Linked DNA regions of Gossypium arboreum: region 2 is linked to region 1. The links are chromatin contacts, called in public Hi-C maps. All regions are on one chromosome and are shown on one strand. The core of a region is the stretch at or near the end of the contact, and the rest is flanking DNA. Distances in the headings are between cores, read along the strand shown.

Region 1 (5,878 bases), core at 1,685-4,184:
AAGTTCCCATATCCACAACTAAAGGGAGCAAAACCACAAAAGATCAATCAAGTCCATTCAAACTACTTAATAGCCTTATAATGTTTGATAATAAACTTACACCAGCCTCTCCTTGAATAGGTTCAAAGAGAAATCCTGCTATTCTGTCTCCATGTTCTGCACTCAAAAGGAATAAGTAATGTGTTAGAATAGAAGAAAAGTACTTTTTTTCTGCATATATCAAGACATTGAAGATAAATTACTGAGATAGATCATCCAGAATAATTGATGCCTCTTAAGCACCAAATAAAAAATAAACTAAAAAGTACTGGGACTATTCAAACCTTTAAAGATCTTCTCAAGGGCAACAGCATCACCAAAATCAACTTTAATATGACCAGGCACTAATGGCCCAAATCCACGAGTAGCCTCATTGTCACAGCTCATAGAGATGACAGCCAATGTGCGACCATGGAAGCAACCACAACAAGAGACGATAATAGCCTGCATATGCACAATTATTTAATCAAACATAAAAACAAATAAAACTTTACTAGATTATATATATGCATATATATAATACCAAGCCAGAAAGATAAACAATATAGAACATAAGCTGCCATCCAAAATCAGAAGTGCCTTGCTACTAAATTAAATAAAAAAGGAACACCACAAGTTTTCTGTTCCTGAACTACTATTTTCCCCTTGTATAGAACTCCAGTATTTGTATCTATCTCCAATTAAGGTCATTGGACGAAGCAAAATAGTAATTACATAAAATCAGAATTATCCCATACACCTCTCGCCCCCAAAACCAACTTACAATACTTTCCCAGCTAATGGCCTCACATCAGGTAAGAGGAACTATTAGACACAACAAAAGATCAGTTAGCAAAGCTTGAAAAGATTTACCTCGTTTTTGGGAATTTTTTTCTTCTCATAACCCCATTTCCTTGCCAACTTCAGAGCAGTTTCCACTCCTTCAGCACCAGTGTTCATAGGAAGCACCATCTCATAACCAAACATGCTTGTCAAACGCTCAGCAAAAACTGGAAACCTGTCATTGTAGAAGGCTCTAGAACTGAGAGTGAGTCTTTCTGCCTGTTCTTGAAATGCTTTGATGATCTTTGGATGACAATGTCCCTACAGTGGCAAGCAATGACATAAACTACAGATAAAATTGAATTCAAATTGCCAAGAAAAATGCAAATGGTGGATTTCTTTGCTTTTACTCTGCCTTTTGGCTGAGTATGCTCGGCAAGAGGAATTCCCTCTGCCCCCCCACCCCCCGATCTAGTGCATAACAGAAGGAACAAATGGATTAATAAGACAAAGCAAAGAGGTACCTACAGGTGTAGGGATTACTACAACATAAATTACACTGTTTATACCTGATTAACAGCTGAGTAAGCTGATAGAAAATCCAGATATTTCTTGCCTTCTGGATCCCATATGATTGATCCCTTTGCTTCAGAGAATACAACAGGAATTGGGTGATAACTGTACTTGAACAAGAAAAGTAATTTTGCTTACTCTATCCTTGAAAAAATAAAGGCAATGGAATCAAATTACAAATGAAAAGGCAACTTCAGAGACCATAAAAAATATCCTCCATGGAAAAGTTTTGTGATTTCCTATTCTCCACATTGAAACTCAATCAAAGGTCCTCAACAAAATCCATTAATCTAATTGGCTGAGTCTACATATTAGGGCATGGTCTAATTATATCAACAAAACCTGAATACAGAAGTTAAAAAATTTCACCCTATTGAACTTGGACACAGCAACAGATACTCCATCATTCTAACAGGAAAGATCAATTGAACCCATTTATATTATCGAAGAAAAATCTCACATAATCCATCATTCTAACAGGAACGATCAACAAAGACTAAAGCTTGAAGCTAACAAAGCAAAACCAAAACCACAAATACTAATTATAATAAATATGTTTCCGATAAACGTAAGCAAAACCGAAAACATGAATACAAGTGATAGTAGATGCTTTTCAGATCAAAGAACCAAAAACCCAGAACCCAAAACAAGAAGAAAAAAACTGAATTGCCAGAAGAAGAGAAAGATTAAGCCCAGAGATTAAGGATGAATCAAATGAAAAAAGAGAGAAAAGAACTTACTTGTGGGCACTATATTCGTATTCAAGGTTGATGAGATGGTTAGAAGAGGAAGAAGAAGAAGAAGAGCTGCCTTCAGCCAGAACACCATAGGTCCTCCTGCTTGTTCGGCTCACTCTGCTTAGCAAAGACAGTAAGGGTTTCCTCGTTGCCGCCATTTCCGGGTGACACCAACAGGTTTGTTATCTTTTTTCTCTCTCTTTTGGACTTGGAGGGTTATATTAGATAATGATGTTTTATATTACGGTGCACAGTAAAATGGGAAGTTTTTTCTCCTCTGTTTTCCGGCATAAATTCTTTTGTATCCGCAAGCTGAGTGTAACCGCACGCAAGTCTTCCAAATCCAAATCCAAATCCAAATCCCAATGTCTCAATTATCTAATAATACCCCGAGCTTTGTACGAAACCGACAAAAACTTCCCATTCTTTTGTTTAGAAAAACTCAATTACACTTTTCAAGATAGTTTCTCCTTTTTCGTGTTCCAGATGGTAGAAGATCATACAAACAACTGAATGAAAGCAATAAAAACTTGTATTATTATAATCATGGCTTCCCTTTCTTTATAATCATGGCATTAACGAGTTATTTTTATATTTAGAAAGGAAACGGAAGATAAGGGAAATATGCCAACCTTGGAGTCGATTACACGTAAGATTCCATCCAATTCCAAAATAATCCGATTTGCCGCACCTATCAAAGTCTTTTAATGATACAAGTCACCGGTAGAGTTAACCAATCATATGATACCGTGCTGAGTGGCTGAGCCCTCCACTTATGGCTTTGGGATCAGGGTCGGGAGTTGTTCATGCTATGGAAATCATAAAATATTTAAATTGTAATTTTTATGGTAATTTTATTATTATTAAATTTTTATTATTTTAGGAAGTTTTTATTTTTATTAATTTAAATTTTTAAAAGGTCTAAATAATTTTTTTTTAAAATAAAAGGGTCACCCCTGCTAGCCCCTTAAATATACTCTTATTTATGTTTATTTACCTACCACAAAATTTACACTAAAAAATTTACTCTACCAAAAGTTAATTATACAATGAAAGTTATTATCCATAAATTAAATCACTAAACTATAACGTTAAAAGAGTTAGTTCATGCAAAAGGCAAAAGTGAGAGAAAATATGCTATTGTTAAAGACAATGATGTTTGAATTGGATTGGATTGGAAATTCATTGAGCTATCGATTCAAAGAATGATATTGAACTAGTTAGATTGGACATTGATACAGACCAACAAAACTAGCTAAAAAAATAGGGTTTTTTTTAATATTTTCATTTTAAAAAAATATTAATGATTTTTTAATCAAAGTAGTTAGATTGATGAATCAATGGCCTAACTAATCTATAAACCTTGGCTAAATGTGTCAACCATAGGGAAAGAAAATTTGTACGCTGATAAAAGATGCTTATAGTGATGAAATTCAATGCAACGATATAACATCTATCAAAAGTGACGCAAGTTTACTCATTGGCAAAAAGGGCTTTACTGACATAAATTAATTCACCACAAGAAAGTAAAGTGACGAAAAAATAAATTCCTAAATAAAAAGTTTTACAATGATGAATCGTTATTTATCACCAAATTATTGACTGTAGTGACAACAATTTAATCATATCACTAAAAAGTAATTACAAAGACAAAACAAGGCCATATTTAGTTCTTGAACTTGGCAATCTTTTTCATCTTGTGTGGAGTGTGCCTCGCATTTTGGACAAATCAAGAGCCAAAGCAGAGGCGTCATCACGACGAAGATCCACGTGACGTTGCAATCACATGAAGCCAATTGGAGACATGAAGCAGACGACGTCTTGATGACACGACATCGGATGTCATGATGATGATGATGTCATGACGAGAAGTGTTGGGACGTTGCGATGTGATGAGGTGTTCCCACGATAATCGGGTTTCTTCTCTTAGTTAAACTCTAATTGTTTTCCCCAATCAAATTCTGATTAATCTAGGATATTTTAGTCATATTTGACCTCCTAATTTGGTCTATAAAAGGGCCTTTAGTAATCCTAGAATAGTTGATGAAAAATATAACATAACACAATTAAGAAATAACTTTAACAGAGCTTTAAGAGAATTTTGTGTTTTAGTCGGAGGATTTTGTATTCGGCGTTCAGGGTTTATTTTTTATTATCTCTATCTTGTACTTTTCAGATTACTTTCTCATTAGTGAAGTCTCCTTTTGCATTTGATTTTTTATCTTCTTATCTGAGAATTTTCCACGTAAATATTTGTTTGTTTGATTTTCTCTATTTTGTTGTTCATTATTTATACAGGTTGATCCCCAACATCTTGGTCCTAAAAAAAAATTGGTCTATATTGGTACTTGAACAAAGATTTCATCAAACAATTTAGTCATTTTCTTGTAACGTCGTTAAGAGGTGATGATGTGACACTTTAAAATTATATCATGTCATTATTTAAATTTTAAAAAAAGGTTATCGGAAAACTACAAAATTATAAAACTTATAAGCATTTTAAAAATTATAAAACTATTAAAGATTATAAAATAAAAAGAATTATAAATGAATTAAAAAAAAAGAGTTAGATTGTTAGATTTCCTAGTTTAGGGTTTTTATAGTGCGGCTGATGAAATGTAAGTTTGGAAAACCTAATTAGACTACCTAAATTAATTTTGATATTCATGGTAGAAAGAAAGAATGGAACCTTACAGAATATGATACAATTTATGAAAAATTATTCATAATCATCTCTTTTTATAATATACACACATGTTGAGTTAAGTTTAAAATAGGTTGCACAAAGGATTTTGCAAGTGTTGCGGAATGATAAAGAAGCCCAAACTTAACTATTTAAGGATATTTGATGGACTAAGAACTTACTTGAATTTATGACTGAATGTTGAAGGGATGCTTAAATTTTCTTTCCTTCCTTCTTTAATAGAAAATGGTGGAAGAAGATGAATGAATTTCCTCTTTCCATCCACTTAAAATTATATATATAGAATAAATAGTTAATTAAACGTAATTAATTATCATTACTTTTTTTATCTAATCTTATTTACATCTCTTTAATCAGGGGCGAAGCCAAGGGGTTGGCATGGGCTCGGCCCCGGCTCCCCCTAAAATGTAAAATTATATTTTAGGCCCTTAAAATTTTTTAAAAATTTTAAATTAGAAAAGATAAAATTACACTTTGCTCCCTAAAATTATAAAAATTGATTTAATCTTTTACAAATTATAAATATATAAACTATAAAAATTAAAATTTCATCTGGCCTCCTTAAAAAACTTTTCTAGCTTCGCCTTTGTCTTTAATCATAATCTTATTAAATAAATGGTTATTATCATCATTCTCTACTAACTTTATAATAACGATGGTTTAATAATGATTTTGGTCCTTTGGATAATTGCTATCTAGGGCCTTAAACTTTTTCCAAATTAAAACTCCATAGTGATTGGACATTTACAGTTTAATCCCCGAGCTTTAATTAGCTAACTTCTTGGTTAAATTACTTAACTGAACTTCAATATATTTTCATATTAACTTCATAAATCCTTATATTTTGTCCTTACGGACACAGTTTACAAAAATGAGATTCCGAAACTGCATTTTTTAACACAACTGAAATCCGAGTCGTTACATAAATCTTTTAGGCCACTTAAAGTGAAAAGGAAGATAACTAAGAAGCCTAAAGACTTATCTAAGTCTAAGTGTTTTTCTGCAATAAGAAAAAGGCACTTCAAGATTAACTGCAAAGAGTGGAAGGATTACTTAGCAATTA
Region 2 (5,878 bases), core at 1,764-4,263, 280 kb after region 1:
ACCTAGAAAGAAAGAAATCCCAGCCATCAGCTGACTCCCCCAGTGTTATTGCAAACGCAATTGGAAGGATTCTTCCATTACCATCCTGTGCCACAACTAGCAATAGCTGATGGGTATATCTACTAAACATAAAGGTACCGTCAATTTGTACCAATGGCTTGTAGTATAGAAATGCGTCTCGGCATTGCTTAAAGCTCCAAAACAGATACTTGAACACTTGGCATCCACAAATCAATCAGTCGTTGTAGTACGCAGGTGCCATTTCAAGGTCTGTTATGCATCCTGAGACGTATTTCTCCAGCACTTGACACCAATGCCACACTTCATTATATGAAGCGTTCCACCCATTATGTATATTTCCCAACACCTGCTTCTTAGCTATCCAAGCCTTACGGTAATAGGGCATGTACCTCAATTGGCTATGAGTAATAACAATTAAGACCGGTACTGAAGTCCTAAATCTGCCTTCACCGTCGGTAGTGTTAAGCTATCTAACATATTTGAATCTATCTTGGGATGATCTTGTGAAACACTTGTCAAAGAAGTACGTTAAATAATACAACATTACATAATAACAGTATTATTTAAAAACCCTAAATACTGTACCTCCAGCACATGTATATAGACCTTTGTACTTTTTTATCTCCCACAACCCTGCCCTTTTCCTCAACGAGGTGTAGATTTTTCATGAACATGTACCGTCTTACACTGCACACTTGGCCTCAAACTTATCGAATTTGGATTTAACCATGTTGTAGTTAACCTCGTTCATGATGCTATGTTGTTTCAATGCACCAAGAAAACTATTCTTATTGGAAAACTCATTACCAACTTCCAATTCACCCGAATCCAATCATGAACTTGTATGATCACGCCTTCTGTGTGGTAGATCTGGAAACTCCAATGCATCATCTGCAGATAGATCGACATTATACATGTGGGCTGGAGGCGAGTATGCCCTAAATCACGGATATTCTTTTTCTTCATCTGAGCCCCTTTCAACATTTTTAGGTTTGGTTGGAACAGGCTCTGGTTCAAAAAATAATACAACTTCTGCACCATCGAGGCTGGGCTCTCAAGGTGGATTCACATCGGACTCATTATCCAACCTACCATTATCTGCAACGTACGAGGTCCCCTCGCTGATGGACGTCGTAGGGAGTAGATCATCCCTTCTTCTAAATGTTTCATAATATCCCCAATTAGATGTGGATTGTGATCCATTAGAAGTTGATGTCATTCCCCAGTACGTATTTCCAGCATCAAACATCGACCCACCAATGTGTATATCTCATGCATTAATGGAGGGGTTGTGTATTCCATACTGCTACCAAAAACGGGCGTTTCCCTATTTTGCCATCCACTAACTGCGTGTCGGACAGGGGTCGTGTATTCCTCTCGAACAACAGTAGATGTTGAAGTTGTAAATGCATCATTTGGCAATGAAAATTGTACATATAACTCAAGATAGAGTGATCCACTAGCGAGATGAGTCTACACCATTGATATCGAATAAGTCATATGTCATGGGATCAACCGAAGCAAAAAATCGATACTTAATAGACAAAACTTTCATTGGCGTCGTTCCAAAGATTTTACGCCTAATTCTTTTACGAAGTTTTGTCAAATCTATGTTCTGGTTAAAAACCAGTCGCGCTGTATTCTCTGATAAAAAAACAACGCCGTTCTCTGTGTGACGTACCTCACAATCATAGTAAATAATAGCACTAATACGTTCACCCATCTTTAATTTCTTTTCTACTTAGCCTCTCTAATTTTTCTTGCTGTAACTTATGCAACCTGAGAATGAAATTTGGCTCATTTATAGTCTAAGGCCAAATGGGAACTACTGTAGAAAAAGAGCGTCCACGTGAGAGCTTTTTTCAGTAATTTTGCTGAGAGTTCATCCTGCTTGAAGCGTTTTTGACACTATTTGTTCAGATATATCTTCTCAAAATTATTTTTTCAGAAACTACTGTAGAAAAAACGCATCCACGTAAGAACTTTTTTCAGTACTTTTGCTGACAGTGCATCCTGCTTGAAGCGTTTTTGACACTATTTGTTCAGAAACATCTTCTCAAAATTATTTTTTTAGAAACTACTGTAGAAAAAACACGTCCACGTGGGAGCTTTTTTTAGTAATTTTGCTGACAGTGCATCCTGCTTGAAGTATTTTTGACACTATTTGTTCAGAAACATCTTCTCAAAATTATTTTTTTCAGAAACTACTAGGAAAAACGCGTCCACGTGGAAGCTTTTTTTTAATACTTTTGCTGACAGTGCATCCTGCTTGAAGCGTTTTTGGCACTATTTGTTCAGAAACGTCTTCTCAAATTTATTGTTTCAAAAACTACTGTAGAATTTTTTTTATTGCTAATATATTTTTCCAAAACCCTAAACACAAAATTATTTAAAAAATTAATCCATAATTTAATTAATTAACCTTAAAACCCTAAACCCTAATCTAATCAATTTTTAAATTAATAATTAATTTAATCGACTACCTTAAACCCTAATTTAATTAATTTTTTCTTAAAAAATCTAAACCCTAAACTCTAAAAACCTAAAATCCCTAACCTTAAAAACATTAACCATAAAACCCTAAACCAATACAAAAAATCCTAACCCTAAAAAAAAAGGCAAAACGCATTTTTGAGAGAGCGTTTTGTTCACGTCAGCACAAAGCGTTTCCTTGAGGGCGCGCTTTGTGTTGACGTGGACAAAACGCTCCCCCAAGGACACGTTTTGCTGACACATCATTTGAGATCGCGCTGATATGGACGCATTTTTAGGGAATTCGACCTTTTTTGGTAAATAATAAAAAAAGTTAGCCTATTTCCGTAAATAATTTTAGAGAAGGAATTTTTTTTTTTTTGTAAAATGACCCTCAAATGGGCTTTAACGTGTGTTTAGATAACACCAATGCAGTGAGTGGTGAAGCATGTTTTTCTTTTCTTTCACATTTCATTAGTAATATGTTGGGAACATTTGTATTAATTCATCCTAATTTTATAAATCAAACCAATTTACTTTGTTTTTCTGATAATTTCTCATAAAAAAAAGAACTGCTTAGTTTAAAAGTTGTAAGCCGAGGAGTACCAGATAATTCCCGCAGTTCCAACCACTAACGAGCTGCAGGTTAGGTTTTGTTAGCTGGTCCAACAGAAAACACCACTTCGTGTTGCACATGCGCCACAACCCAATCGTTAATCTCAAAGCATCACCGTTCATCATTTAAACCTAAATGAACTAGTCTTCGATGAAAACAATGCCTTGTGCGTGTATTCCACTCCAAATAAATCGCCCAACATTTAAAAAAAAAATTAATATCAATAAAAAGACCCTCAAATTCTCCGCCTAGTTGTCTTACTCCTCTCGTATAAATTTCACTCTTCCTGTTTAATTTATTTCCATTTTGTTTTAAATAAATTTCATTTCTTTTTTACTTTCGCTGCTGCAAGTGCAAATTCAATGGCTGCCATCTTCCAAGGAGTTGGGGCGGCTGCTGCGTTATCATCATTACCCTCCAATTCTTTCGATTCCAAAAATTTTCTTTTTTCTCCTCGTAGATCCTTCTCCGGTTCGTTGTTCTTTTTTCTTTTTTCATTTTCATTTCAGATTTTTTTAAAAAAAAATGGTTTCTGAATACTGTTTTGGTTCAGTGAGGAAAGCGCCGAGCTTTGTGGTAGTCAGATCTGATGGAACCATGAACTTGGATTTGAACCCTAAATGTCGAAGGGCTCAACAATTTATTGCCAATGCAGTTGCGGTAATACTTCCTTTTTATTCCCCTCTCTCTGTCTCTTCGTTTTCTACGTTTTGAAAAGGCTTAGTGTCATTTCCTATGATGTTACTAATTTCAATTGTATTTTGATTTTTTTAGACCAAAGAAGATAGCTCCGCAGCGTCGTCATTTTCGAAACCAGGGTAATTATTTTCCATTTTAGAGTTCAGAATTAACTTTTGAATTAGTGTTACATTGTTGTTAATTGCTCTAATTTTGTTAAATATGAAATATGTTGATATTATTAGTGTTGTATTAGCATGGTATTGCTCAATTTTTCTAACTTGTCTGCCTAATGACATAGCCCAAAGCTTGCATTGATATTTTGATTCTTTTGTATTATTTTATAACTTAGTCTTTTTTTTTTTCAGTTCATGCCTTGGTTTTGACGAACATTTTTTTTCCTCTTTTCATTGCAATCCTGCAACTTTAGTTGAGATGCATGCTTAACCAAGTCTTGCTCATATTATGGTAATGTTCATGCATTTTATACCATTCAGGCATTAACCTCTTTCTAACATCAGTACAGTTTTATGTTAAAAAAAAAAAAAAAGGGTACATTCTTTCACAAGTGAATTTGTTTTTCCATATCACTGTTGATGTTGGCTTATAGTAGGTCTTTCTAAAATGACTGATTCATTGCTGTCTGTCTACTGTCATCAACTGATTGTCAGAGGCATGTGCGTCAAAGGTTGAATGGATGTCACTTGATTCTTGGGTGTATGCTTGCATGTATATATGTCTGTTTTGTGTGTTGCAATGGAGCTATGTTCATCATTAATTTCTTTTTATATTCATACTTGTCACAATCATGTCTTTTGTTTTGTTATTTTATGAAAAATTGTTGGAGTGATATATGTAACTAGATCTATATTGTATCCCAGGAATGAGCTTTTACTTTTTGAAGCTCTACGAGAGGGATTGGAAGAAGAAATGGAGAGGGATCCCCGTGTGTGTGTCATGGGTGAAGATGTGGGTCACTATGGAGGTTCCTACAAAGTGACCAAAGGACTAGCTACGAAGTTTGGGGACCTTAGGGTTCTTGACACCCCTATTGCGGAGAACTCTTTCACTGGCATGGGAATCGGAGCTGCTATGACTGGCTTGAGACCAGTTGTTGAGGGTATGAACATGGGATTTCTCCTCCTTGCTTTTAATCAGATCTCAAACAATTGTGGTATGCTTCATTATACGTCTGGTGGCCAGTTTACCATACCAATAGTTATTCGTGGACCTGGTGGTGTTGGACGGCAACTTGGTGCAGAGCATTCTCAACGCCTTGAGTCCTATTTTCAGTCAATACCTGGAATTCAAATGGTTGCATGTTCAACCCCTTACAATGCCAAGGGATTAATGAAGGCTGCTATCAGAAGTGAGAACCCTGTTATACTTTTTGAGCATGTTTTGCTTTACAACCTCAAGGAGAGAATCCCAGATGAGGATTATATCTGTAATCTTGAGGAAGCTGAGGTGGTAAGGCCTGGAGAACATGTCACTATTCTAACCTATTCAAGGATGAGGTATCATGTGATGCAGGCAGCAAAAACTTTGGTGAACAAGGGTTATGATCCTGAAGTAATTGATATTAGGTCATTGAAACCATTTGATCTTTACACCATTGGTAACTCAGTTAAGAAGACACATCGTGTTCTTATTGTGGAGGAGTGCATGCGGACAGGTGGTATTGGTGCTAGCTTGACCGCTGCCATCACTGAGAATTTCCATGATTATTTGGATGCTCCAATCATCTGCTTATCTTCACAGGATGTGCCTACACCATATGCTGGAACATTGGAGGAATGGACTGTAGTTCAGCCTGCGCAGATTGTGGCGGCGGTTGAGCAGCTCTGCCAGTAGTTGTGATAGCAGTAATAGTGATTCCATAGTTGAAGTTCTGTTAATCTTGTCGTGTTTAGTACGAAAGCAGTTCCTTTGCAACATCATTTTCGATCTCTAATTCCTGTTCCTTGGCAATTTTGTCAGTTCAAACTTGCAAGTTTTCATCAGGTTGAGGCCCTTGTGATCTTGTTCTTTCTTGACTAAAATGGCAAGTAAGATCCTTAAGCAATAGTTATAGGTAGAATTATGGAAAAT

The links. Hi-C and Micro-C count contacts between places; a contact is called where the count stands out from the background.
Region 2: a contact with region 1 is called in a Hi-C map of leaf, with 4 times the contacts expected there. The contact joins the promoter of LOC108486733 here to the promoter of LOC108483206 in region 1. A contact is called at or near these places in 2 of 5 Hi-C or Micro-C datasets (both in leaf).

Annotation. Positions count from the first base shown.
Region 1 is chr6:20,613,134-20,619,011 of ASM2569848v2, forward strand. LOC108483206 (ornithine aminotransferase, mitochondrial) reads right to left here and starts at 2,935. Exons shown (of 11, transcript XM_017786476.2): 1 at 2,744-2,935; 2 at 2,115-2,620; 3 at 1,371-1,479; 4 at 892-1,122; 5 at 324-483; 6 at 101-156. The coding sequence starts at 2,269.
Region 2 is chr6:20,888,417-20,894,294 of ASM2569848v2, forward strand. LOC108486733 (pyruvate dehydrogenase E1 component subunit beta-3, chloroplastic-like) reads left to right here and starts at 3,014. Exons shown (of 4, transcript XM_017790932.2): 1 at 3,014-3,580; 2 at 3,663-3,769; 3 at 3,884-3,927; 4 at 4,669-5,878. The coding sequence starts at 3,472. The coding sequence ends at 5,641.